Regions from separate parts of the Astyanax mexicanus genome. Here region 1 is linked to region 2. A link is a contact called in public Hi-C data. All regions are on one chromosome and are shown on one strand. The core of a region is the stretch at or near the end of the contact, and the rest is flanking DNA. Distances in the headings are between cores, read along the strand shown.

Region 1 (6,602 bases), core at 234-2,733, 81 kb before region 2:
ATGTTGTTGTTATTCACCCCAGCCCGCGCTCCCCCTGCCTGGGTGTGATGAGCGTTGAATTTGTTTTCTCCCCCACCCATATTCCGACAAGCCCCGCCTCTCTCGCGCCCCAATTGGTTAGCCGTTCGCACCCACAAGCCAACCGCCGTTCTGGAATACTGACGTCCCGCCTCTTCGGATCTAGCTGAGTTCAGAGAGAGGCAAGAGTGGTTGGGGGCGGGGCTTGTCTGTCCCACTGATGAAGAGCAGTGTTTGCATGCATTATACTTTTCTCCTGTATTAAACCTAATTGATTAATTATGTATTTGTGCAAAACAGAAAGAATATTTGTTCTGAACATAATATGGAATTATTTAATATGTATGTAATCTGAGTTGCATATTCATGCTGCATGTGAAACTGTTCTTCTTCCCCCATTGCCTGAATTAGCCAATAAAAGAAAATAGACAGAAAAACAAGTGAATCAGGAAAATCCTACGGACTGAGGTCAACCCGTAAATTAGGATTTATGGCCTTGCCCACTTTGGCTCGTGAGCACCCACTGCAGAGTCCTAGAGGGAGTGTCACAGTGCTGTTAGCCAATCAGAGGCGGGATATTTGCATTTCATGAATATTAATGAGTAAGAGCCGAAATCCTGACGTTCGTCTGCCACTAAACTAAAAAAGCCTGAAACCGGAGAAACGGATAATTTTTTTTCCACAAGAACCAGCTCACAGGTCATTCATTCACACTAGAGACCACCTGAAAAAATGAAGAAAAAAAAAACGATTAAATGAGACCTTTTTCATTTTAAAGGGAAATTATCATTTCTGAAAAAATTTTATTCAATGCCCAGGTAGCTAGAACACAACTGCATGTTTTAGAGCAAGGAAGCACCCAAAACTTGTAGTTGTGTTCTAGCTACCTGGGCATTGAATAAAAAATGTCAGTTTTAGTAAGTTTACAAAAAAAATGAACAGCCAAAAATACTTCTTTGCATATTCTTGCACATATACTGTACTTGATGTAGATATGCCTTGTAACATTACATTAAAAATAAATAATCAAATACATAAGACAATAAGGTATAGTATTATGTAAAAAACTAAAATGTTGTGCCATAAAAGTTAATGTCTTTAACATTAAATATACAGTGTACAAAATCATGAAAAGAAAGATAACACTGAATCACATTGAATGAGAAGACATGTGTCCAGACTTTTGACTGGTACTGTATGTAACTGTACAGTATGTATGTAACAAAAATATAGTATTTTATTTTTTCGTTTTCATAATTTACTTTAATTTGTTTAATGCTAAATTTGGAGGCTGTCGAAAGCAAAACAAACCAAAAGAAAGGAAAAGGTCGTACTGGCCAATCGCAGCACAGTTAAAGCACAGCACGACCAATCGTACTGTACGGGGGCGTGGCTTGTCTGAATGCGGGTGGGACATAAAAAAACGCGCGATAAGCAGCAGAACGGGGAGGAGCTGCAGCTGCTGTACCCCCTCCTCCTCCTGCCCCCTCTTCGCGTGATCTTTGAAGGGAGAAACGCAAAAATAACGGAAAGTGAGTGAGAGCCGCACGCGCAGATTAGGGCGTCGTGTGTTTAGTAGCCGCACGGACACACGGAGCTCGTGAGCGAGAGAGGGGTAAAGGAGAGCGGGAGAACGTGAGGAGGCGAGGAGGAGAAGAGGAGGAGATCGAGCCGTGAAAGCGTCAGGAATCGCTGCAGCGGGAAGGAGAGAGAGAGGGATAGATAGAGAGAGAGAGACCCAGGGGGGTGCCCCTTTTCCTCTCCGCATCGGCAACGCGGCTCCGGGATGGGCCGCGGCCGGGCTTGGGGACAGCGGGACCGGCTGTGTCGAGGCGGGGCTCCGCCGTGAAGACTCTGCGGTGCTTTTTAAAACCGCACACCGAACAAAGGCTCCGCGCTGCGGGAGAAAATCAGACCTGGGATGCTGTTTGACCGCCGGATCACCGCCTCATCCGCAACGCCGAGCATCTAGAGCCCCGCTGCAGGCAGGCGATGGGTGAGTGAGGGCGGCATAAGAGGGGCTGCTGGGGGGCAGAGAGGCAGGCGGGCGGTGCGGGCGGGCGGTGGGGTACCAGAGAGGGGGAGCCGCGCGGATTCACCTCATCCAGCGCGGATGGGGGATGAGGATGATGATGATGATGATGATGATGATGGGAGGAGATGATGTGAAGGTGCTTCAGCAGAGCCATGATGAGATTCAGAATACAGTGTACAGCAGCAGGCAGGTCAGGATTTGCATTTGGATGGGTTATAACAGCCTGTGAATATTATTATGACAGGGAGCTATAGCTGTAATGATTATTATTATTAGCAGCAGAAACAATAGTACTATCACTTTCACTTTCACTATCACTGCTTTATGTAAAGCCTGAGCATAACATTTTATTTAAAAAATCAAAAATAATGATTTTTTTTATGTATAATGAACGTCCTGTGGATGTGCATTAATGCAGGTCACTAACTTGCAGCTCTGAATAAAATAAGAGACCACTTCAGTTTTTCAATCAGTTTCTGAATCTCTTATTTAACTATTTATAGGTATATGTTTTATTAAAATTAACATTGTTGTTTTATTCTATAAACTAGGCACAACATTTCTCCCAAATCCCAAATAAAAACATTTTCATTTAAAGATGTATTTGCAGAAAATGAGAAATGGTGAAAATAATGAAAAAGGTACAAAGCTTTCAGACCTCAAAAAATGCAAAGAAAACAAGCTCATATTCATACATTTTCAAAAGTCCAGCAAGCAATATTTGGTGAATTAACCCTGGTTTTTAATCACAGTTTTCATGCATCTTGGCATGTTCTCCTCCACCAGTCTTACACACTGCTTTTGGATAACTTTATGCCTGCACTCCTGGTGCAAAACGTCAAGGAGTTTAGCTCGGTTTGATGATATCTTGATATCTTGATTATATTCCAGTGGGTTTCATTTTGGTAAAATAACAAAACATAATTTTTAAATGGACTCTTATTTTTTCCAGAGCTGTATATTTTAGAGGACTGTAGTAATTATTACAGTTTAGGGCTTATTATTAGCAGTAGAGCAGTAGTAACAGTAATAGTGATCCTTTCCATTTAATCCTGTGCTTAAAAAAATAATAACGATAAAAATAAGCATTACTTAATAATAAACGGCATTTATTATTATTATTATTATTATTATTATTATTATTATTATTATTATTATATAAGTCTAATTTAATGCAGTGTAAATTTGATGATGGCATTCAACAAACAACAGCCCTTGGGTCATGGGGGCAACAGACCCCTTCTATTATTGTTTATTATTATTATGACTGTAATAGGGCCTTTGAGCAGTTGTAATAGTGACTGTACTAGTATTAGAATTGGTATTGGTGTTGTTCTTTGTTTGGGGATTGTTTTTTTATGTGTACTCTTAGTACTCTTAGTCTAAGAATCAGTATTAAACTTCTATGTACAGATTTCTTCTTCCAACCCAGGGTGACTGCATGACTGCATGAGTCACTTTGTATTGTGATATTTATTTATTTTCAAATGTATTTTAGGTGGAAAATGAGGTAAAACTCATTAGTAGCAGTATTTGTAGCCATTGACTTGTTACTATCACATATTTATTAAACACTTGTACAGTTCCCTTTGCATATCCCAGCTTTGAAAGCCAGTGACGGGGCCAAGCTACAGCAGAGAAGCCCAGGGGCCTTGTTTTAGAGCCCAACATAGTAACTCAAAACTCAAAACATAACTTGCACATTAAAGTTGCAGTAGTGATTGTGTAATTTGTTTGTTATAAAATAGTTCAAGCTTAAGGTTAAAATGGAGTGCCTCCAGTTTGTGAGGGACATGAAAGTGAAAGCACAACCAAAAAGGGCTTGTTGATGCAATCTCAAGAAGGGTATATGGTTAATGATATTAAAAGCCTTTACTCTGCTTTCTCCAGAAGGCACATTAGTTTTACACATTCTACATTCTATATGTACGTTTATAGATAGATCAAGTAAATAAAAATTAGCTAAAAACAGCAACAGTAGACTGACAGAGTGGCTAGCACACAGAGCAGAATACAACACTGGCTTTAATGAGTGTCTGCGTCTGTGTAGTACTGTCTAGTGGATGAACAAGGCACTGATTTAGTCTGTGGCCAAGGAATCTTTGAGTGTATGTTTGAATGTATATTTTAGGCTAAAACAGCATCTCAGACATTGAGCAGTGCATTCATAATCTTTGTGAGGGAGTTTAGATAGGGGTATTAAACTCTTTAAACTTTTTCTTTTTGCCATTTTTCTTGTCATTTTCTCTAGAATGGCATATTTCACATCAGCCCACTTCAAACTATACATTTTCCTATGCAGATTTTTCTTCCTTTTAAAGACCTTCTTGACATCTTACACAACAAACAGGTTTGAAGTTTTGAGGCAGGTTGCTATTCTGTAGCTTTCCTTGAGAAAGCAGGTTACAGAGACTTGCTGTGATGGTCAGGGTACACACATGACCCTGACCCCTATATTTTTCTAAAAACTCAGTATATATGATTACATTGTGCTGTGAGCATCTGGACTAAGCTCATCCATTCCAGAGTTCCAGAGTTTCTGTGGCTGTTTGGATAAATCAAGGCGAACATAAATAGCCTAATTTTGGTCAGAAAAAGGCAGGCCGAGCTTTAATCATGTCACATTAAATAGGCCATATCTGCATCCACCAAGCTCAATTTATAATGTTTGTGCGGTTTCATGGCCCCAAACAGCAATCATTCATTTTTACAACACTACTTTCCATCCTTGGTTTATGCCTTTAGCTTTATTTATCCCGCAGTTTGACCAGGCTGCTTTGGCTACCCATCTCTTATAGACTGATATAAGTAAATAACTTCAAACCCATCCACCTGATTGGATGTTTTCCTGAATTGTTTGCCCCATTCAAATAACAAATAGCTTTAGCATGAACGGGTGGAGCTATTCTACTGAAGACTGAATAGGCCAACACACATGTGCATAGGCTACATTGTTTCAGCATTTATATGTTATATTACAACAATACAATCTGTTAAACTCTTCCAATTTTAGAGAGCAATGTCTACAGATATAGATTATATCCAGCCAATACCTTTTATTTTACTCCAATCCTTTATACCTAGTTTGCATTATCTATATTATGACATTGGATTATTGTTGTCTGGTGAAGTTTGGTAAAAATTCCTGTATTTTTTCATATTACAATATTTGGGGTGGGCAATATGGCAATTCTTTATCAGGATGTATCAGGATGATCGTATTGTATTGACAATACACTTTTTTCAAAGTATATCAAGTAGCCCAGCTGTACTCTTAATTTTAAAGAGAATAATAAGTCCTGTTTAATTGGAGAAATTAAAGTCACTGTTTTCTGTCTACATTTATCTGTATTGTAATCACAACAGATACAGCTCTGAAACAAATTAAGAGACCACTTCAGTTTCTGAATCAGTTTCTCTGATTTTGCTATTTATAGGTATATGTTTGAGTAAAATGAACATTGTTGTTTTATTCAAAAAACTACGCACACCATTTCTCCCAAATTCCAAATAAAAATGGAGCATTTATTTGCAGAAAATGAGAAATGGCTGAAATAACAAAAAAGATGCAGAGCTTTCAGACTTCAAATAATGCAAAGGAAACAAGTTTATATTCATAAACTTTTAAGAGTTCAGAAATATGTTTTTTTAAATAACAGTTTTCATGCATCTTGGCATGATCTTCTCCACCAGTCTTACACACTGTTTTTGGATAACTTCATTCCACTCCTGGTGCAAACGTTTTAAGCAGTTCAGCTTGGTTTGATGGCTTGTGATCATCCATCTTCATCCTGATTATATTCCAGAGGCATTCAATTTGGTACAATTAAAGAAACTCATAATTTTAAGTGGTCACTTATTGTTTTCCAGAGCTGTATTCATTGTGATTAATAATTATATATTTATTTGTATTTATTTGTATAATTATAAAAAAAATATTTTAATATATTTACCATATCAACCAGCCCTACACAATATATTTCGCAGAACAACAGAATTTTGTGCAGCCATAATACAATGTGGTACTTTTCATAAATTGCATGATTTTCCATATATGGACTGTAGTGTTGGAGTGAATGGCACACTTTGAAGCATGGAGTCTTCGACCACTTTACTACCCCAGGAAGGGTCAAATACCCATCTAGGTAGGACTCAGTGACTGTACCCAAAACCCTGCGTGGTGTATGTAAATTACGAAACACAAATACACATTTGATATAACTGCTTCCTGTTATGCCAAATCATGCGCTTAGTAATAAACCACATGACCTATTTTGAATGGTTTTAGTATGTTTACTGAGAAGCTGTGCTAAAAATAAGTATTAAAGTTGATAATCTCACAGCCGTGGCCCGCAGATAGGCCAGAGCCACAGTAATGCAGTTCTTTATTGGCACTTTTAAATGTAGGCAAATGCAATGGATAGATATGAGGTGTTTGGGAGACTGTGTTGAGCTGTAAATAAGAATAGCACCGTCTTTCTCCTTTGCACAGCACTGTTGCCAACTTTTGGCTGCAGTCTTGTGTTTCAAGTCAGCAGAATGACAAGTG
Region 2 (6,955 bases), core at 3,122-5,621:
AGACAGAGGTGCGTGAACATTGCGAATAACAGCAAATTTAGATTGTATTACCCGCTTGGAGCAACAGGGGGAGCTTTTCACATGGCATAGCTAGGCTGGAGGCAGAGCGAGGCTGAGTGGTCGATAGTGAACGCAGACACTGCAGCTAATCATATTTCACATTAATATCAGAACAGCAATATTGCACATTAAATTAAATTTCTGTGCATGTTTCTGCACTCTTATTAAATACATGCAGTAGACCTGCATGAGGCTCATCCAAAAGCAGAACAAATCAGCAGGTCAGTTGGTTGGATTTCTGCACCGCTACAGAATGATGGCCAGAAGTAGCCAGAGGGAATCTTGACGCTAGGAAAGCTGCCTTGATTTAAAGCAGTTGAGGAACATAGCAGACATAGTGAGCTCTGGTCAACTCCTGCACAGGCTTTAACAAAGGAGTCCAGTTCTTGCAGAACTTCCGGACTTGGCTTTGATTGCCCAAGCGTGCATGCCGTGGTGCACTTGTGGTGCGCAGGGATAGACGCAAAAATATTACACTGGTGAACTCAGTGGAGGTGCATAGCAGTTTCCAGAGAAAGGGGATAGGAAGTGCGGATGGGGTAGAAACGAGCGGAGTATCAGAAGAGAGAACAGTGTGAGTTAATGTCCCTTCCCAGAGAAGATCTGAATAAATTATGGCGGATGTTAACATCCTGTATGGCAGGAGACAATTTCAGTTCAGGTTTAACCCTTAAACTTCTTTGCCAAAGTTGTATTGATGTAAAATGAAGGAACATAATTTGGCGTAAAGGTTCACACTTATCACACACATCTCTGTTATAAACATGGTTCTTTTTTATGGAACAAAAAGTGGATCTTATATAGCACTGCACAAATAACCATTTAAAGCAGCTTCATTTTGCAAGATATTGTTTGAAAGAGTTTTTTTACAAATATAGTTTGTTTTCTCTGCTCCGAATCCGTTGAGGAGTTTTTAAACTTTTTTACACCAAAAAGTAAAAAATTCAAGTGCACCAAAATTCATCTTAAGAAATCATATGAGAATGTTTTCTCTCAGCTTATTAGTCAGAGCTCTCTTGGGCAAGCAGTTTGGACAGAATTGGGACTAGATCCTAGATGCAACTCAGACTCAGCATGTGATATTTGGCCCTGAATTTTTTTTTATCTGGACAGATGTTTCACAAACAAAAATCCACAGATCCTGAATACCAAAAACATGTTGGATTCTGTCAGGCAGGGGATGGGCAGCAAATCTGGTTTGGGATGTTCTCAGGATAGATCACAAACATTTAGCATTCATGAACTCGACCTTATTCTCTCTTTCTGTGCCTTTTTTACGTATCCCAAGAAGCAAGGCACTATCTGCATCGTCTGAACTCTGCCAGTATGGTTTGCTATTAATCTAAAAAGGTCATACTGACTTTTAATATGTATATTTTTAAGGTTTGATCAGTATGACAAGCTAATTGTTATAACCTGGTGCAGTGAACCAACTGAAGCCACATCAGATCCAAAGGTTTCTGTAGTGTATCTTTAGCAAAAACGAAATCCTCAGATATCTCAAGCAGCAGGGCACCACCTGTGTCATCTGCCCTCTGGAAACGTACTGTACAGGCGGTGCAGGGAGGAACATGGGAAACAGACTGGACCAAACCGTCACTGAGGTCACAGAGGCTTTAGTGTATTTGTGTGTTTGTGTATGTGTGTCTCAAAAAGAAAGATAGAAAGAGAAAGAGGCTGACCTCCCCGCTGGAGAAAATACACGTTAAATATCTGAAATATCTGTGCAAAGGGAAATACAAGGTCACTGCATGTTTCCTGATCCTAACGAGGTGCTTTCCCTTTTCATTATACCCTCCCTCTATTCTTCCGCTTTTTAGACACACACACACAAACACACTAGGGCTGGGCGATATGACTAAAAACTCTTATTTTGATATGATAAAGTATCAGTATTTTTTTTAACACCTGGATTAAAGTGTATGGGAACAGACTATAGATTAAGCCTAGTCTTAGACTACACAGAACAGTTTAAAAGGAAAATATAGTTCATGACTAGATTTAATCCTTGTCTGAGTAAACTGCCCCATAGTATATTTAAAGAGTAAATAACACACACACACAAACACTCCCCTTCCTTGAGGTCTTCCTAACAGACAGGCCAAAAATAACCTGCTCCTCATGTCAGTGGGATCTATTTCCTATGTCTGGCATTTGCCCCTCACCCCCAACAGTACACACACACACACACACACACACACACTCGCACATGCTGAAGGGTGAAGGCGCCTGATCAGCTCCGTGCCCGCCTGCCCGTGTGTATCTCCATTCCGTTGCATCAGGCTGGGCCACTGTTTCCATGACGATGCCCTACCCTGCCTGTAAAGGCAGCCTATTCGATATAAGTGACAGGCAGAGAGAGATAGAAAGAGAGAGAGATGCTTGCTGTTAACTACACATTCACGTACACATGTTTAGGGCTGCACTATATATATATATATATATATATATATATATATATATATATATATATATATATCCTGTATTCATATCTCCCCTGTTATATCAGAAAATGACTGCAAACCACTAGAGGGAGCATGCGAATGATAGTAAATGGAGCTAATAGGCTAATCTCAAATAAAAATTGTAACTAATAACTTGGATAGGATTTTCCTTTCATTTTGGAATTTAAAATAAAGTATTTCACTAAAAAAAAACAAGAATTTACCTACGTTTGTCATTACATTTTTCTACAGCAAACAGGTTTTAGGTAGAAGGTGCTAGTATTGCTGCTACTTTGAGCTGACTGGCAGGTTAGCTGAAGCTAAAGTAACAGCCAAAGCACGTTTAAAATGCTTAAAACTGAAGTTTAAAAGCTTTAATGAATATTTCTGTGGTGCTGAAACATTCATTATTGTTCTGTTTTGAAAAAATAGTAAATTTTTAATTAAAGATTAACAAACTCTGGTTTTGCTTAATTGCTCCATATGAATCCTTTCATTGACTCTGAGTCAGATTCTCACTCAGAATTGATTCTCCAGTGGGTATTGTGCTCTCTATTAGAGATTCTCTGACATGACTTTTTTTTAAGAATGGCTAGCTGCATCTAAATGATGTGTTTGTGCTTGCTGGAGTGGTAAGTGGAGACCTCTAGTGGAAGCCTCCAGTAACACTTTAACAAAGCGGTTGTTTACATGAACCCATAACCAAACAGCAAGTATCTCTCTAACCTAAGGGGAGATAAAGAGTATGGCTGTTCTAAAATCTGTTCTCTTAGTGTCTGTTTAACTGTGAACCAAATACTTCCAGCCAGCAAAAGAGTACACTTTTTTAACCCACCATAGATTTCTAATTAGTATGTACACAAGACACTGCTCCCGATATGTCACTACTCTACAATCATAAAAATAAAAAGATACTGTGTAGCCACAGGGGTTGCCAAAGGTTCTCGAGAGGTAAAATGCCATTAAAGAATAACTCTTGGTTTCATAATAAACCAGGCTTTTAATAGAGATGTGAAATAAGTGTGAGGAACTCATTAAGCCTTTGAGACGTGTTGGTCACTGAAAAAAAAAGTTTTTTTTTTCCTTTCCATTTTTCTTTTTTTTTTCTGAAAATGTAGCACACAAAAATGATCTAAGAACTGTAGTTTTTTGTCCTACTAATACTGATGTTTTGACCACCTCAGTGGACACATTATTAGATTATTTAATTATTTAATTTTTCAGCACATAAACAAACCTGCATTGCACCCAAGCAAGAAAAACCAGCATGCTTCTGTTTTTAAAGGAGAAATCCAGTAGTGAAATGGACTTGGGGTGTAGAGAAACATGTATTTCCACTGAATACACCTCAAGTCAGTTTTCTACTAGATTTCTCCTTTAATTAAACACAAATGATATGTAGTCAACAGAGAGAAATTATCTTTAACGATGCAGCTAAAGAATTACAATCCAAATCTGCTGTAGTTTAATGGTTTATAATTGTATTTCAGGGATGAACAATCAGTAAATCTTGACATTTATGCTAAATCTGAATTAAAAGTGTTAACAAACCGTCCATTGGTGTAAAGGTTTGCACATTGGTTTATGTTCAAGAAAACCAACCAACTAAAGCACCTTTATTGATTCAGTATATTATACAGTATCATGCTGGTGTCACTTTGCCCAGCATGGTCAAAGAATGTAATTAAATGGCGTAAAGAACCTTGATCCCTATTACACGCATGGATCTTCTGTCCTTCTGTTCTTATGGTGGGTTCTCTCTATTAGTGGTGTGTGTCCGCAGCCTGTGTGCGCTGACGCAGTTTCATGTTTCCCCATGTGGGCGGGTTTCTCTGAGCCGGCGTGAGCGGCATGGCAAGAGGATTAAGAAGAACTGTTTTGCTGCGGCCTCTTAAGCTGCTGCGTTTAGGTTCTGGCTGCAGTGTCCACTCACATCTGCCCGTGGGGGGTGTAGTGGGTGGTGGGTGTTTTTCACACCACTGCAGTGCAGAGGTGCTGTGTGTGTGTGTGTTTTTTAGTGTGTGCTCCCCAGGATCTAACACTATTAGCACACGTTAGAGAGATATACGCACATTCACTCATGTGCACTGGATTACTGTGGGAAATGCACAGCTGGAAATCCACTAAGCAGGTGCCATGTCGGCCAAGTGAGTCACCTTTGAACAGAATACAAGCGTAAGGAGAGCTTTTATTCCTTCCAAAACAACCAAACGCTTGTGGACTTACCTCCCTTTTAGTCTGTTTCACATGAGGAACCTAGTGGGTCCTAGCGGTCGTTCTTATAATCCACCTATTATTATTAAAACCTTATTGTTTTGGTATTAATCTAAAAGGTTCCTACTGACCCAATTTTTTTAATACTTCCAGCACTAATATCACATAAATAGGCATAATCAAAATAGGCAAAATAGGCATAATCAAAAATTCATACAGTGTACAATAAAATCAACAAAAATCTCTTGTAATTCCTTTATATCTTTGCAAGTGAAATCCTCTCATAAATCTGGTCTAAATATGTTGTATTTCTCATTAACATTGTTGTAAGAATACTATAAGATTATTCCATGTATTTCTAACATATGTTTACTTGTTTTAAGCAATAATTTCCACTGAAAACAACACTTATTTTATGTGAGATAAACACTTAAAACAATTAAGTGGATTTAAAGTAATAAATCTGATAAAATTACTATAATATTTTTCAAAATGAGATATTAAGAAATATTACATATTAAGACTACATTAAAGAGGATTGTACCTGTTTAAGATAAGGTAACATTTTACAATAAGGGTACATTAATGAACTTTGTACTTATTAAGAAAAATTGTCTTAATTAGTTATTGATTGACACTAGTCTAGACTTAATTAATCATTACAACATTATTTAACTAATGTCTAAGTAATAGTAATGTAATGTAATAGTGTCAATTAATAATTAGTTGAGACTTTAATTAAATATTTAACAATGTTTTTACTGTTCTAGATACTGTTAATTGATGTACCCTTATTGTAAAGTGTTATCTTTAGTAAGGTTTTGCAGTGTTTATTTTTTGTGCTTCCTTGTTCATTACTTTTTTATGACCACTCCGTCCCAAAGAGAGATAAAATGATGAATTATGAATTATAAATGATGTTTTTTGGTACACAGACCCACACAAATTGTTTAAATGTTGACATCAAAAAGCAAAATGAAGAAAAAAATGGGTCTTTTAAGTTGAATAGCCTCATAAAAAGCTTGCTTAACGTTTGATTAAACAAATTGATTAAAAAGTAACAGTACACAACTAATTCTTCTAGGCCCATTGTAGACCCAAATCCTCTGCCTGGTTTCTTCCCCACTTACAGAAGCATGACACAGCCTCGCTCAGCCAGCCTCTCAGAGATATACAATTACACATCCAGTCCAAATCAAGGAGACCTCACAGTTCTCGAGAAGGAAGGAAGGAAGGGCTTGAGGTCTTGATGTGTCCAGTTTGGAATGCAGGCTTCGAGATAGCTTCGAGATTGTTGTTTATAGATTAGAGAGGCTGTTTTCCTCTTCAGGGATTTCGGGTGGGCTGGCAGGACGGGGTGAAGACTGGCATCAGTGGTATCGCTCTGATAGAGAGGCAGGAAGGGAGTGAGGGAGCGAGGGAGTCAGAATGAGATAATGAAAGGGTGCAATTCAACAGTGTGGCAAAGAATAAAATCGTGGCATTCCTCTTAATGGCCTTATAAACAATCTAATTATCTGACATCTTATCATACAGGAGTGTGTTTTATGAAGTTATGAAGTTTTTAAAACATTTATTTACTCCAAAAAGTCAAAAACAAGTGAGAGTTAGTGTTTTATTCCTGAAGACTCTTATAGCTTATTCAGCTCCTCATGTCATAGAGATGCCATCATGCTTTACTGAGCATTAGAAGGCCTTGTATGAAGCCTGTTGATGCCAATGCAAAATGCAATTATGTCTGTTACACACTGGCGAAGCAAAACATTATGACCACCTAATTTTTTCTACACAAATGATCAATGTTGGACACGTCGTAGTCCTATAATTACAGAATGTCCTGTATCTGTTTCTCTGCATATTCAACACTGTTATCCTCAGGACCTCACAGGACCACCACAGAGCAGATATTATTATTTGTGTGGTGGGTCATTCTCAGCACTGCAGTGAGTAACACTGACATAGTGGTGGTGTGTTAGTCTATGACACAGCAGTGCTGCTGGAGTTTTTAAACTCCTCACAAAGAAATCCTAACGTGTGAAATGATCCTATTTCATGACAATAAATATTATTATTATAATTTTTTTTGTCCCATTTTCTCCCAATTTACACAGCCAATTACCCAACCCACTCATTAGGACTTCCCCTATCACTAGTAATACCCCAACACACCAGGAGAGCCCTTGTGCTTAGCGTCACCCTGGAGTGATGTTGAGAGGGAGCGCCATCTACCCACCCAG

What was found. Hi-C and Micro-C count contacts between places; a contact is called where the count stands out from the background.
Region 1: a contact with region 2 is called in a Hi-C map of muscle, with 5 times the contacts expected there. The contact joins the promoter of mgat3b here to the enhancer-like site in region 2. A contact is called at or near these places in 2 of 3 Hi-C or Micro-C datasets (both in muscle).

Annotation. Positions count from the first base shown.
Region 1 is chr5:32,323,995-32,330,596 of AstMex3_surface, reverse strand. mgat3b (beta-1,4-mannosyl-glycoprotein 4-beta-N-acetylglucosaminyltransferase b) reads left to right here and starts at 1,483. Exons shown (of 3, transcript XM_022675528.2): 1 at 1,483-2,014.
Region 2 is chr5:32,245,152-32,252,106 of AstMex3_surface, reverse strand. No RefSeq gene overlaps it. Among protein-coding and RNA genes, the nearest start is that of LOC111193745, 23 kb to the right of the region's middle. Within about 2 kb of position 4,371, the one cell type or tissue checked has an H3K27ac peak away from gene starts, as active enhancers do.